Regions from separate parts of the Mus musculus genome. Here regions 1, 2 and 4 are each linked to region 3. A link is a contact called in public promoter capture Hi-C data. All regions are on one chromosome and are shown on one strand. The core of a region is the stretch at or near the end of the contact, and the rest is flanking DNA. Distances in the headings are between cores, read along the strand shown.

What was found. Promoter capture Hi-C pulls out the DNA fragments that hold promoters and counts their contacts.
Region 1: a contact with region 3 is called in a promoter capture Hi-C map of pre-B cells, with 4 times the contacts expected there. The contact joins the promoter of Cybc1 here to the promoter of Cbx2 in region 3.
Region 2: a contact with region 3 is called in a promoter capture Hi-C map of pre-B cells, with 4 times the contacts expected there. The contact joins the promoter of Mettl23 here to the promoter of Cbx2 in region 3. A contact is called at or near these places in 3 of 39 promoter capture datasets (cranial neural crest, liver and pre-B cells) and 1 of 115 datasets of contacts at active chromatin or transcription factors (large pre-B cells).
Region 4: a contact with region 3 is called in a promoter capture Hi-C map of pre-B cells, with 5 times the contacts expected there. The contact joins the promoter of B3gntl1 here to the promoter of Cbx2 in region 3. A contact is called at or near these places in 2 of 39 promoter capture datasets (embryonic stem cells and pre-B cells).

Annotation. Positions count from the first base shown.
Region 1 is chr11:121,227,785-121,231,153 of GRCm38.p6, forward strand. Cybc1 (cytochrome b 245 chaperone 1) reads right to left here and starts at 1,525. Exons shown (of 7, transcript NM_144832.2): 1 at 1,255-1,525; 2 at 544-686. The coding sequence starts at 628.
Region 2 is chr11:116,841,895-116,845,154 of GRCm38.p6, forward strand. It overlaps Mettl23 (methyltransferase like 23), which reads left to right and starts at 1,621. Exons shown (of 5, transcript NM_028865.3): 1 at 1,621-1,880. The coding sequence starts at 1,713. Jmjd6 (jumonji domain containing 6) reads right to left here and starts at 1,555. Exons shown (of 6, transcript NM_033398.3): 1 at 1,171-1,555; 2 at 438-826. The coding sequence starts at 1,299.
Region 3 is chr11:119,021,377-119,024,563 of GRCm38.p6, forward strand. Cbx2 (chromobox 2) reads left to right here and starts at 1,645. Exons shown (of 5, transcript NM_007623.3): 1 at 1,645-1,804; 2 at 1,882-1,925; 3 at 2,799-2,864. The coding sequence starts at 1,733. Gm35829 (a long non-coding RNA gene) reads right to left here and starts at 2,463. Exons shown (of 3, transcript XR_389218.4): 1 at 1,897-2,463.
Region 4 is chr11:121,671,484-121,674,613 of GRCm38.p6, forward strand. It overlaps B3gntl1 (UDP-GlcNAc:betaGal beta-1,3-N-acetylglucosaminyltransferase-like 1), which reads right to left and starts at 1,668. Exons shown (of 13, transcript NM_178664.5): 1 at 1,502-1,668. The coding sequence starts at 1,549.

The DNA of each region.
Region 1 (3,369 bases), core at 275-2,774, 2.2 Mb after region 3:
CTTACAGAATTATAACAACACCCGAGCATAACATGCAGAAAAGCATGTGTATATCATAAGGACAGACTGCAGAGATGCTGCTGAAGCCACAGCTAGTGCCTCACCTCAGACTGTACAGCCCAGCCAACACAAGTGCACCTGTCCCTGAGATACAAGAGCCTTCTGACAGGCAGCGATGGAGGAAGAGGCTAAGTGCGCTTATGAAGAGGTCTGAGCCAGGGAAGAGGAAAGATGGGAACCCATGATCACCTGTCACACAGAAGGAAAACTATAGTGACCTCATAAAAAGCAGATAGGCTGGGAGGGCATCTCAGTGTTAAAGAAGTGTGCCCAGCTTGCAAGGCAGGGAGGGTATCTCAGTGTTAGAGTGTGCCTAGCATGCAAGGGGGTCGGTCCTGCATGCCATCTGAAAGAAAAGGCACCCTGAGGGTTAATGAAACATGCTTTATCAAGGCCTTGTATTGAGAACCTCTAATAGAACACAAAGAAGCTGTTTACGTCGCTTTTTAGATTGGGGGTGGGGTGGGGGGTGGGAAGCCTTACCGACCAGCAGGGACCAAGACCGGATGCCTGGAGCCCTCTTCAGATGGAGGCGGGTGCTGGTGCGTGTCTCCACCTGCATATACATTCTTGGAACCTGGGCTCTACTGCACAGCCGACCAGGCTTGGAAAAACACAACTGAAGCCTGCAACCAGTGCACATAGGCAGCACCTCATTAGTCCAGTCAGGAGGCCAGGGGAAGGTCCACAGCAGACCCCGAACACCTTTCTCTTATGAGCCCACTTAACTCACAATTATGTATGGGCATCGGGGCTACACAGCTCACAAATTTGGTGTTGGTCTGAACTCACTTCCAAGCCCCCAGTCTTGTGAACCCTTTTCTTGACTGAACTCTTATCTTTAAGTTGTTCCATTAGTAAGCCCCCTCCCCCTCCCCCGCCCCGACACACACACACACAACTCAGGCTTCCGGCACCTTACCCGAATCTTCCAGAAACAACTCTTCCCACCAAGAACGGGAAGTGAAAGTACCATCGTGTATGAGTCTCTACATTCATAAGCTGTCAGATCCCTGTTATTGACGCCAGACTACCTAACAATGGCCCAAATGCGCCGAATTAATGGGACACTGCGGCAGGACGTCTGGAGATTAACACCCAAGGCCCCAGTTCTGAGTGGCTCCTTGGATTCCCAGGGGCAATCAAGCTTCATACCCTACATCCTCAAGAATCCTAGTTAGGCACATAACTTGCCTCCCTCTGGCTTCAGTTACCAACAAGCTCCACTAGCGGCCCGTTACGCTGGCTCCTCCTCCGGAGTGCACACGCCCGGCTTCCTCAATTTGCCTTGCGCCTGGTCCAGATCCGCAAGCGATGACCCGCACAGGGCTCGGCGGGTCGGAACCCGAAAAGTTGTAGGACACGCACCTATGCGGACAACGAGGGACTTGTAGGAGAATGAGTGGGAGAGAACAGCCCCTCGAACTTCCGGACTTCTGTTCCGCAGACTTCCGGGATAAGAGCTGGGTGGGAACCTCCCAGGGGTGGAGACTGAGTGATTACGCAGTCGGGGGTTGTGCCTTTGTGCTTCACACTCCTGGGGACAGGGACAGGTAGGGCACCTGAATTTAGCCCCTTGGCCAACCAAGAAAGATGTCACTCAAGGAGGTTTCCTAGTTAAGCAGGATATGGGCGTGGTTTAGAAGCCTGGGGAGTGAGTGGATCTGGATTGGGTTTTTTTGTTTGTTTGTTTTTGGGGGGTTTTTTGGGTTTTCCAGACAAGGTTTCTCTGTGTAGCTCTGGCTGGCCTGGAACTCAGAGGGATCTTCATGCTTCTGCCTCCCGAATGCTGGGATTAAAGGTGTGTGCCACCGCCTCCTGGCTAGATCTGTAATTTTCAGGAAATGATAAGAGGTCATATTCACCAGATGCCTAAGGTATAGCAAACATGATCTGACTACCCGAGGTCAATCTAACAAAAGATGCACAATAAATGAAAGTGGGGACATGGCCACTCCTAGGTATTGTTGACGAGTTTCTTATTGTAAATGTGAGGGAAAGCACATATGGAAGCGTCTGGTTGAACATGTCCAGCAGAATAGAGCCATGAGAGGAAAGAGAGAGGGGCAGAGTAAGAGATGAAGAGAGGCGAGATGGAGACAAAAGACCAAGAGGGCAGACAGCACGTAGTCACGATGTCAGATGTCAGCACGTAGTCACGATGTCTGGGTTTTATAGGCAAAGAGAAGTTGGAGGGAAGGGAAGGGAAGGGGAGGGGAGTTGAGGGGAGGGAAGGGAAGGGAAGGCAGGGGCTTGGGCAGGGTTAGAGAGGTCTAGGGTAGTGGGCAAGAGCTGAGGAGTCAGGACTCTGTAACAGGTACTTGCTGAGAGCATGGCCATCATCTACTTTGATGGTCAATAGGCACCTCAGTTAGCCATTTGTCCCCGGTTTCTTTCAGACCTAACACACAATAACTAGTGACGTAAAACCTGGATCACATGTTCCTATTTTGTAGTTTGCCTCCAACATACCTACGATGATCTGTGGGTGCTAGGACGGCATGCTGGAGCAGAGATTTCCATTACTTTACCGTTCTCTTTAGATCTACTTGTTATGGGATTCCTAATTTTATAATGACTTTATAAAAGTACACAGCATGACCCTTGAAGTTTTGTCAATTTATAGTTACAGTATATACTGAGAAAACTGGATGAGGCAGTCTCTCTCTAATATTTACTTATTTATTTTATGTATAGGAATACACTGTAGCTGTCTTCAGACACACCAGAAGAGGGCATCAGATCCCATTGCAAATGGTTGTGAGCCACCATGTGGTTGCTGGGAATTGAACCTCAGGACCTCTGGGAAAGTAGCTAGTACTCTTTACTATTGAGCCAACTCTCGATCCCTGTTTTTTGTTGTTTTTGCTTGTCTGTATGATGTGCGTGTGTGAGTGTGTGCATGTATTTCTGGTTGGCCTGGAACTCTGGGATCTGGCCCAATCTGTCTTGCGAGTGCTAGAATTAAAAGCACACGCTGCTATACTCAGTTTAAAGCTGGATTTATTCTCTTTTTTTTTCTTTTTTTCTCTTTCTCTTTATCTCTCCCTCTCCTTTTTTTTTTTTTTTTTTTCAAAACCTGGCTGTCCTGGAACTCACTCTGTAGACCAGGCTAGCTTCAAATACACAGAGATCTACCTGCCTCTGTCTCTTGAGTGCTGGGAACTGCCCAGTTTAAGAAGAGGCTTTTATTTATAGACTGGCACCAGGTCTACACCCAGGACTCGGAATTCCTGAATGCAGTCCCCAGTCACCTCAGTCAGGGGTTTATAAAGGCAAAAACCACAAGTTACATTCTGTGCTAGTACA
Region 2 (3,260 bases), core at 371-2,870, 2.2 Mb before region 3:
CACCAAGGTTCAATTCTTAGCACCTCACATGATCCCAATGGCTCACAACTATCCATAATTGCAGCTCCTGAGGTTCTGACCTCAACCAACAGGCAGAGACTGGTAAAACATATACATGCATGAAGTTTTATTTAAAAAAAAAAAAATGCCCTGGAGGAATCCAGATGCCTCCCCACCCCCCCACCCCCATGGAATCCTTCTTCCGAAGTAGGACTATAAACAGGTCAATGTGTAGGGAAGACTTTCATTGCTTTTACAAGGTTAGACAGAGTTCTGCTAACAGGCTTGCGGATTTGTGTGTGTTTATCCAGAGACAGGGTTTCTTTGTGTAGCCCTTGCTGTCCTGGAACTCATTCTGTAGCCCAGGCTGGCCTTACAAAAATACCACTGCCTGTCACTGTCCATGGTTTTTGAAAACTTAACGTGAAATAATTTACCTGTAAGGGGGTCTGCGTTTCTCCCCCGCGTATTGGAAAAGATCATCTGTGAAAAACTTGGGCACCTTGTAGTCTTCCAAAAGTTTCCTTCTTTTGGGGTGTTCGCCATAGCTGCTATCGAAGATGTAAAGGGGACTGTCATCGCGGGTGCTCTCCATGTACTCGATGTAGTACTTCATCTTCATCTTAACCGAGTAGCCGTCATTATCCTCGCCGCACTTGAACTTCTGGTTCCGGTATTTCCTTTTGAGGCGCTCCAGAGTCCATTTCTCCTGTGCGGACCAGCCCTCTTGTGCATTGAGCAGAACCACGGGCTTGTAAGGCCTCTCGTAGCGCTCCACGAACTCTTTCACCGACAGCTGTAAGGCATCAGCTCTCTCCACGTTATCCTGCGGGAACAACAAAAGACCTGTCCCGTTAGGACACTGGAACAAGTCCAGTGGCGGATAAAGGTGTCCCACAGGGCCAATTAGCAAAGACACCCGTGAGCAATGGCACACACGAGCAAGGAACGAGCGAGCCTCTGCTCCTCCAGGGGGCCGGAGGGACGGAAGGAGGCCCACGTGCGTGCGGGCGAGCACGTCGCACCCGGAGCCACCCCTTCACGGGAGGGAGGGGCCCGAAGCTCCCACGACCGAGCGAGTTTTGACAGCCGGGCTGCGGGGCCCCATCGGGGGACCAGCGGCCCTCGGAAGGCGGGCAGCCGTCGTGTGGGGTCCCGCGCCCCGCTCACCGGCACGGCCGCGGGGTTCAGCGGGTAGCTCTCGTAGTAGTTGTGCCGGGTCCAGTCGAGCGAGTCCTTGAGCTCCGGCCGCGCACTTCGCTTGGCCTCGCGGATGCGCTTCTTGCTCTTGTGGTTCATCGTGAGCCGCTCGCCGTCCGGTTCCGCCCCGACCCCGACGCGGCTCGCGTTTCCTGCCACCAAACGCGCCCTCCCTCCCTGGCTGGCGCGGCCCCGAGACGCCCTTCGCTCCGGCCCGGCGCCTTTAAAGTCGCCTTCCAGAAGATTCACTCCTCAGCCGCCACCGGAGCTTTGGGTTGGGCGAACAGCGGCCTTCCTCCCCGCCCCACCGCCTCATGCGGTCCGCCATTGGCCTCAGCGACCTGCCAGACCCGCCTTCATGCACGCCAATTGGGCGCCATGTTGGGAAGGTCGCGTCGCCGACGCCCTGCCCCTCCCTGCTTTGGCCTACGCAACACTTCCGTCTGCGCGTCGCTTCCCTGCGGTCTCCTTCCGGCCGGGCCCGCTGCGGCCTCCGGCTTCCTGTGTTTGCCATGGACAGTGTCCGGCCCCGCGCTCCTTGGGCACCGCCTCCTGACCCGGCGTCCCTGGACTCCCCTACGTGCGAGCCCGGCCTCATGGCCGGGACCCAGCTCTTTCGGTTCCGGGAGGAGCCAGTTCCCGGAGGCAATCGGGCGGTGCTGGAGGTCCGCGTCCCGCAGGTGCGTGCGGCGGCACCCACGTGGGAGCCCCCTGTTTGGAGCGGGAGTGGGTTGTCCTTCAGTTCTCGGCTTCGTTCATTAGCACCAGGTCTGGTGTGAAGCCCGGTGAGGGGTTAAGTGCGCTCCAGTGACACATTTAGGGACAGTGCCAGGAAGTTCACTGAATTCCACCAGGAAAGTGGCTGTCTTGTCCTGTGATGCTAACTTTGTACTCTTTTGAAAGCATCTGTCAGTATATCTAACACGGCCTGCCCCCCTCCCCACCAAACCTCCGGGTACTCTTGATTGAACCTCTGCCTGTTAGGCAAGTGCTCCGCCACTGAGTGGTAGCCCTAACTCTCTGTTTTATTTCTGAGCTCAGGCAGGCTTTGAATTTGAACCCCCGTTTCCCGCTTCTTAGGGTTAGGAGTGTGCGCCACCATGCTGGCTTAAACAGTGCCGGGGCTCGAATCCAAGATCCATACACGATAGATGATAGTTGTGCTTTTGAGTTTATCCCAAACCCCGTAATCTTTGCTGTTTAAATTTTGGGACCAGGGATTCCTGTCTCCAACACCCCAATAAAATTTTATACATCGGCACTGGCTTGTTCCCTCCGAGCTCATAGCTACTCTAAAACTGACTAACTCTTCCCAGGTAGTCGGGTTTTACAAAGGATTTTCGTGTTGTAATGTAGGCAGCTGGACCATAGGTAGGTAGGTGTCCCTGGCAATAGTAAGGGGAGCAGAAGGTATAGCCTTCTGCTATACAATGCTGCCACCTGTAGCAGTCCTCGTTTGTTTGTTTTTTTTCCCAGACTTCTACACAAGTGAAGCAGAGATTTTGTTTTGAGACAGGGTCTCTCTATGTATCCCTGGTTATTGTGGAACACATTCTGTGAACCAGTCTGGACTCAGGGTTCACCGTGCCTCTGCCTTTGGAGTGTTGGGATTAAAGGTGTATTCCTCCGCCCTCCCAGCAGCCTCTAACATTAGAGAAGAGATTCTTGGCTGTGTACTACAGAGAAATATTTCAGGACAAATAAGCGTGAAGCAGAGTTGGAAGATACTAATAACCTGGATCTTTTTAAGTTTGGGCATTAATAGACAACTAGGAAAAGGACAAGAAGGCATGGGGTACAGACTTCATAAGTCAGAATACTGCACTTGAGTGTCTTAATAGCCATATGAATGATTTGGTAACATCTGGAGTTAAATTGTTTAAGGAATTTTTTTGTTTGTTTGTCTTGTTTTGTTTTTCGAGACAGGGTTTCTCTGTATAGTCCTGGCTGTCCTGGAACTCACTTTGTAGACCAGGCTGGCCTCGAACTCAGAAATCCACCTGCCTCTGCCTCTGCCTCCCGAGTGCTGGGATTAAAGGCGTGCGCCACCACGCCCGGCT
Region 3 (3,187 bases), core at 395-2,894:
GTGAGTCAGAGATGCCACAAATTCTGAATCACGCCTTGGCTGCATTGATAATGGCTCCGTTCCAGTCAAGTCTGTTGTATCTGTTTCTCCAAATTAATTATTTTAACTACTCTCTCCCCCAACTAGGTTTTCATGGTTGGACAGATAAGATATATGACAGACATATTTCAGGTAAAGAGACTTATTTTTTTCCAATGTGTTCATATTAGGTTCTTGGCTACTTCTCGCCAAACAAGAAAGAACTGTATTTTTAAAGTTCTTTGCTCTTAAAAAATAAGTAAGCAACTGTGTTGGTATACCCTGTTCCAGAAAGGGAATAGTGGGCAGATTCTAACAGTAAATGTGACACCCCATAGAATCCCGAAGCGCAAGCAGCAGTTGAAATGGATCCAGCTATTTATAGGATTACAATAAGCACACCTTTGTACAGCGCAACCATTTACTGCCCAGCTGATCTGAACAGGGACAAAAAGAGCTGTCTGGGAGACTTCAGCGGCTCTCTTCCCCCTTGCTTCATCCACTACTGCACCAAGCACCTAAATGAGCAATCATTGCGCTCTCAAGAAGGAAAAAAGAAGGAAAAAAAATGTCTCTTTCCCTGCCCCCTCTGCAAACAGCTGCGAGCTCTTTCCAAAGCAGATTTAACCAACCAACTAAACTGAAGAATACCCTAAAACCCAGTGGTTTCCCGATATTCGTTTCTTAGGGCAGAAAGCTTTACAACCAAAAGATATTACTCCTTCATAAATAGGTTCACGGTTACGTGAAGACAAGGTCCTACAAAGGTGTGACTTTGGATTCGCAGCCTGTTCAAGAAAGAGGCAAAACCAGAAAGCGAATTTTCATTGGATTCTGCTTTATTAAATGAGAGAACGCTTCTTTCATCATGTGCTTGACTCGCTTCAAAACTTACAAAGGAGACTGTTCAACGGAATTTATGTCTGAGCGGGAAAATAAATGGGTAGGGCGCCTAAGCCATGGCGACCTGGGAGGACCGGGGCCACCCCTGGAAATTGATCCAAAGGACTTTACTAGCAGAGCTAGCAAGCAGTGACAAGAATCCAGTTACACCCAAGTCTGCACACCGATCCCTCTGGCCCACGTCGACGTCACCAAAATCGTGAAATAAACTAAGAAAAAAATCAAGTTGGTTGTGTCCCCACGCGCGTACTAAAAGTCGGGGAACTAGGTCCCATTTTCACAACTCTTTAGTTAAGAGTTCGGAGTTCAGTCTTCTTCCAGTGACCTGAATTTTTCATCTACAACCTTAAGTAGAGTTTCGAGGCTCCTTTTTCGGTGTCCCCTCCCGAACCCCGTACTTTTCCACTCTTTTTGTACCCCTGACTGGTAGAGGACTAGTGGGGAGCAGCGCCCCTCACTGGCGGGGGCAAGAAGCGCCGCGTGCTCCCCGCTTCGCCGCCCTCTGGCCAAACAATAGCTTTCCGCAGGGACCTGCGATCCGGAGCGGCCGGACCCCAGGATTCCCGGAGCACGCAGCCTCCCGACACAGTGCAGAGAGCGCCCAACCCCACGGACTGGTCCCCGCCGCGGCTACCACGAACAATGCGCGCCCCGCCCCGCGCGCCCGGCGCGCCTATTGGCCCGGCGGCTGCGGGTAGAGCAGCGCGGGCGACTCCGGCGCGCGTGCGCGGGGCGGGGCGCGGCGGGGGCGGCGCTTTGTGTGCAGCAGTGAGCCGGGGTCTGCGGGGCGCGGGCCGCGGCGGGCGGCGGCATGGAGGAGCTGAGCAGCGTGGGCGAGCAGGTCTTCGCCGCCGAGTGCATCCTGAGCAAGCGGCTCCGCAAGGTGCGTGAGCCCCCGCCCGCTCCCCGCGTGCGCCTGGCGCTCTGCGGGGCTAACCGCCCGCTCTTATCTCTCCGCAGGGCAAGCTGGAGTACCTGGTCAAGTGGCGCGGCTGGTCCTCCAAGTGAGTCTCCGGTGCGCGGCCGCCTTCCCGCGCGCGCCTCCCGGCCTGGGTGGGAACCCTCGCATCGCAGGCCCGGGCGGGAAGTCCTGTGCCTCGGGACCCAGAGGACTCTGGCCGACTGGCGCTGCCCTTTGTTTACGAGCCCACGGGGAGCGAGCAGGGCGGCCTCCAGCCCCGAGTCCCTGGAGCCCGGCCCGCCTCCGCGCCGCGCGCTTCTGGCGCCCATTTGTTGCATGCGCCCCCGCCCAGGAGCTGGCCGCGGCTGGCGCGGGACGCGGGCCCCCTCCCCTTGCCCAAGTTATCCTGCTGTAACCTGAGCTTCCTACTGGTGGGAGGGCTCCCCCACCTACTCCTACCCCCGGCCCGAGCTTGCTTTCTTCTCAATGAGGGACGGGGACCCGGCCTTCTCCGGAAAGGGCTTCCTTTGTAGCTGCCCCGCCACCCTCCTTCCTGAGCCCCATCCCCTCCAGATACCACTCCCCAAACCCGGTGCCCTGCCCGCGCTCTCGGTGGTATCCTCCACTTTGTTCCGTCTGTGCCCCCCGGCTCCCCCTCCCCTACCTGCCTTCCCTCCCCTCCCTGGCTCCGGGCCAGGCCCAGGGGATTCCCTCGGCAGCTTTGCTCTTTGTTGGGGTTTGTTTTCCTCCCAGTGTAGACTGTCGAGTCCTCTCCTGGCCTGCTGGGGTTTGAGGTGGCAGTTTGCCTGTGGGTTTGAGGCTGGGATGCTAACTAACTTTAAGGACTTCTAAGACCTCAGAGGACAGCCTCTGCCGCAGTGCCCCTTGTCCCAGCGGGGCTGTGGGAGCTGTCCCCGGCAGCCCACCTGGATGCTGCTCACCAGCCCGCCCACCCCCCTTTGCTTTGCTTTTCCAGACACAACAGCTGGGAGCCAGAAGAGAACATTTTGGACCCGAGGCTGCTCCTAGCCTTCCAGAAGAAGTGAGAACTCTGGAGGAGGGGAGAGTTGGGTGGAATTGGCTGGTGACACAGTGGCCTGGGGCTGTGGTGTGGGGAAGCCTGTGGTGGAGCACTTTAAGGCCTCACAGACAGCCTCTGGTTTCTCTTGGCCTTTTCTGTGGAGTAGCTTTTGGTCGGCACTAATAGCACTTGAAGCTGGAAGCTTGTTGTAAAAAGCACACCTCTGCCCCTGCCACGGTGTGCGTGTGCCATGGTGCAGGAGAGGGAGGGCCCAGAGTGCAAAGTCATGTGTTTGATGTTTTGCCCAAGCCTTGAAAGTGCTGAGGTCACTTCTGTAATTACAG
Region 4 (3,130 bases), core at 418-2,917, 2.7 Mb after region 3:
TGGTGGGACGTGCCTTTATCCACTGGTCTATCTGTCCCCATTTCCTTCTAGATGCTTTTGAAAGGGGGGGAAACCTTAAAAGCATCAAAATGACCCCTCAGTCAGTGGTAGATTCGTGATTCTGATCACTAGGCAAAAGCATCAGCATTCTGGTTAAACATCCCCTGCTATGAGAACCAGACTCCAACAGTGACCCCTTTATAGGGGTCATCACAGCTCATCAAAGAGCCAAGCTGGACCAGGAGGGCGTGGAGAGGCCCTTAATCTTTATTCAACACTTGAATTCTGGCACCCTCACTTTTTCTCAGGGAATCTCACAAAGCCAAAGTTCCTAAAGTAGTATGGAATAAAATCACTGAAACCTGATAACCAAAGGAACCAGGAACTGCCTCAATTTTATATGATATAGTAAGTAGTAAAGAACAGCCAAGAAATTAACAGTTGGCCTCACCCCCCCACCCTGAATTAATGTGAAAAAATAAAACTGGACATGTTTCTGAGCAGGAAAACCAATAGGCTAGGTAGATGTGAACATATACATACATATATGTACATGTTACAAAGCTATATATAACACAAAGGCTATATAATCTCTACAGACAAGGTCTACATATAATATAGGCAATATCTACATAAATCACTGTAGAGGCCATCTATGTATAGTGTACTTTAAATTACTGAATCTGAACACGGTTATAAGAATCTTATAAAGGAGTGTTGAAGACACCGTCCTTTACAAATGAAGCGCTCTTTGAGGAGCTGATGATCCCAAAGTGGCATTCTATCCTGTTTGTGTTTATTCTGAAAACATGTTGCTTAAAGGCTTTTTATTTGTTATTTATTTGAGCTATTGGGGATTGAACCCAGGGTGTTTCACATGCATGTCAGAGTTACACCCCAGTCCTCTGGACTTACTTTGTAAAGGAAAGAACTTTCTTAATTTTCTCAAGACCTACAAGATTTTAACTGAAAAGGGGTGTTATGACTCATATTTGTTATCAGTAAGTGTGGCTCGGACGCTGGAGGGTTTCAAGGTTATCCTCAGCTGTATGTGCTGCAGGCCAGCCAGAGCTACAGACCTCACAACTTTAAAAAAAAAGATATAAATTTCTGACAAAGGCCTTGATTTACCGGTTTCCAATTTCAATAAGACTGGCATGAAAAATACAATCACTTGGCGCAATGCCTGTGAACCACACTTAATGCACCCTGGCCTGAGACATCTAACCCACCTGCTAGGTATTAAGATAGGTGTGGCATGCTGGCGAGCAGGGATATGGCGGGAGGGGCGCTAGTAGGTGTGCAGGTTAGTGTACGGTATGAGCTCGGACACATGTCTACCTCGAAACGGAATGGTGGGAACCCTCCAAGCTGAGGTTCCCGAACCCGTGGCAGCGTACAGCGGCTGCGAGCCGGAGACAAGATGACTACCGTGGAGGGAGAAACAGCAACAGAAGAAGGCACAAGAGGGCGGGACCGCGTCTCACCCGGCCATACCTACCACTAGGGCCAGCGAGCCGCGCGTTGTGGCGTTCTCGGAGACCTCCATCGCGCGGCTCCACTGCCCTTTTCCTGCAATCGCAGTCCTGCCTAGGAGGCCAACGCATGCACAGCAAGCTCCAGGAGGCGATGCACAGACTGGACCGCTTCCGATTGGTGCAGAGCCACGTGGCTCGCTAGGGACTTACGGGTATGGGAGGGCTGTTAGGGGAACAGCCACGTTCTATTGGTGTAGAGACACGTCAGTCAGTAAGGGAAGGCGGTCCTTCGAGCAGAATGCTCAGGGAGGCGGCCCGTCGGTGTTCTCTGGATGGTGGAGCGGGAGGGGCGAGCCGCCGTTCTCGGCGGGAGCAGCTCGGGCGAGGGGTTCCGGGGTGGCCAGAGCTGAGTGTGTGGGCGGGGCCTGGCCGAGCAAAGGGTTGGGCTTCCGGAGTCCGTGGGCGCCCCTGGCTTTGCGCCTTCGTCCTTCTCACTTGCCTCTGTGGCTTCTTGGCCTGCGGAAGTCCTCCTGCCCCACCTGACGGAAATAATCGCAAACTGAAGTCCGCAGCCAAACTAACGTTATAAAAAAACTTAAGAACGGGGGGAACTTGTGGGGGGACGCCACCCTGTGCAAGTAGGTGGTTACTTAAAAATCCCACCGCAGGTTGGGCCTATGTAACTTTAAAAAGGAAAATGCCAGTAAGCTTAAAGCAGGCGACATTTCATCAGAATCTTGTTTGGTCTGACTGCTCCAGACAAGGAGGAAGGACCCCCTCCTGGAGGAAGGTTCTGGGTCTGGACTGGGTCTGTCTGGAGTGAGCCAAAGGTAGATAGTTCTCATGGACCCAAGGCCCTCGTGTGGCCTGCATTAGGACACATGACGCTTGGTCAACGCCAGATAGTTGAGTTCCTATGCTACACAGAGATTCATTGTCCCGGGGGATACTGGGGAAGGAAGTGTTCTATGAACTGTGGGAGTCCCAAAGTTAGGCATCCCACAGAACCAAAAGGTTTCACTAAATTACTTCCAAAGGACGGGTGACAACCTCTGAGCTGCGTGGAACCCAGATATTGATAAAACACCTGATTACTTAATGTAGATAACCCATGTACATTTTGTTTCGTTAGTGCTTTTCTAACTTAATGCTTGTGTCTGCAGTTTCTCCAAATGGTCATCCTACAACTAGAAATATATTTTAAGATGGCATATTTTGGTCATCCACACCCTCCATTTGTGAGGGGTGACACTGAGGTCACCCACTGGCCTTGGCACCAAGCAGCCCTCAAGAGTTTCCACACTTAAAAATAGCAGGAGATGGGTGGAAGAGATGGCTCAACGGATAAAGACAGTTGCTGCCAAGCCTTAGAACCCGACTTTGAGCCCTGGGACCCATGTGGTATCAAGGAGAGAACCTACTCCCACAAGTTATCCTCTGACCTCCGAACATATAGGGTATGGTGCACAACCCCACACACCCCCAACACATGCGCAAAATAAAATGTAATTTAAAAATAGCAAGAGCTCTCAGCAAAGCTTTAGACTGCAGTGCTTTTCAAAATCTTGGTTAATTTATTTTATGTATGTGAGTGTTTTGCCTGCATGTATGCGTGTGTGCCACATGCCTCCCTGGTGCCCATGAAGGTCAGA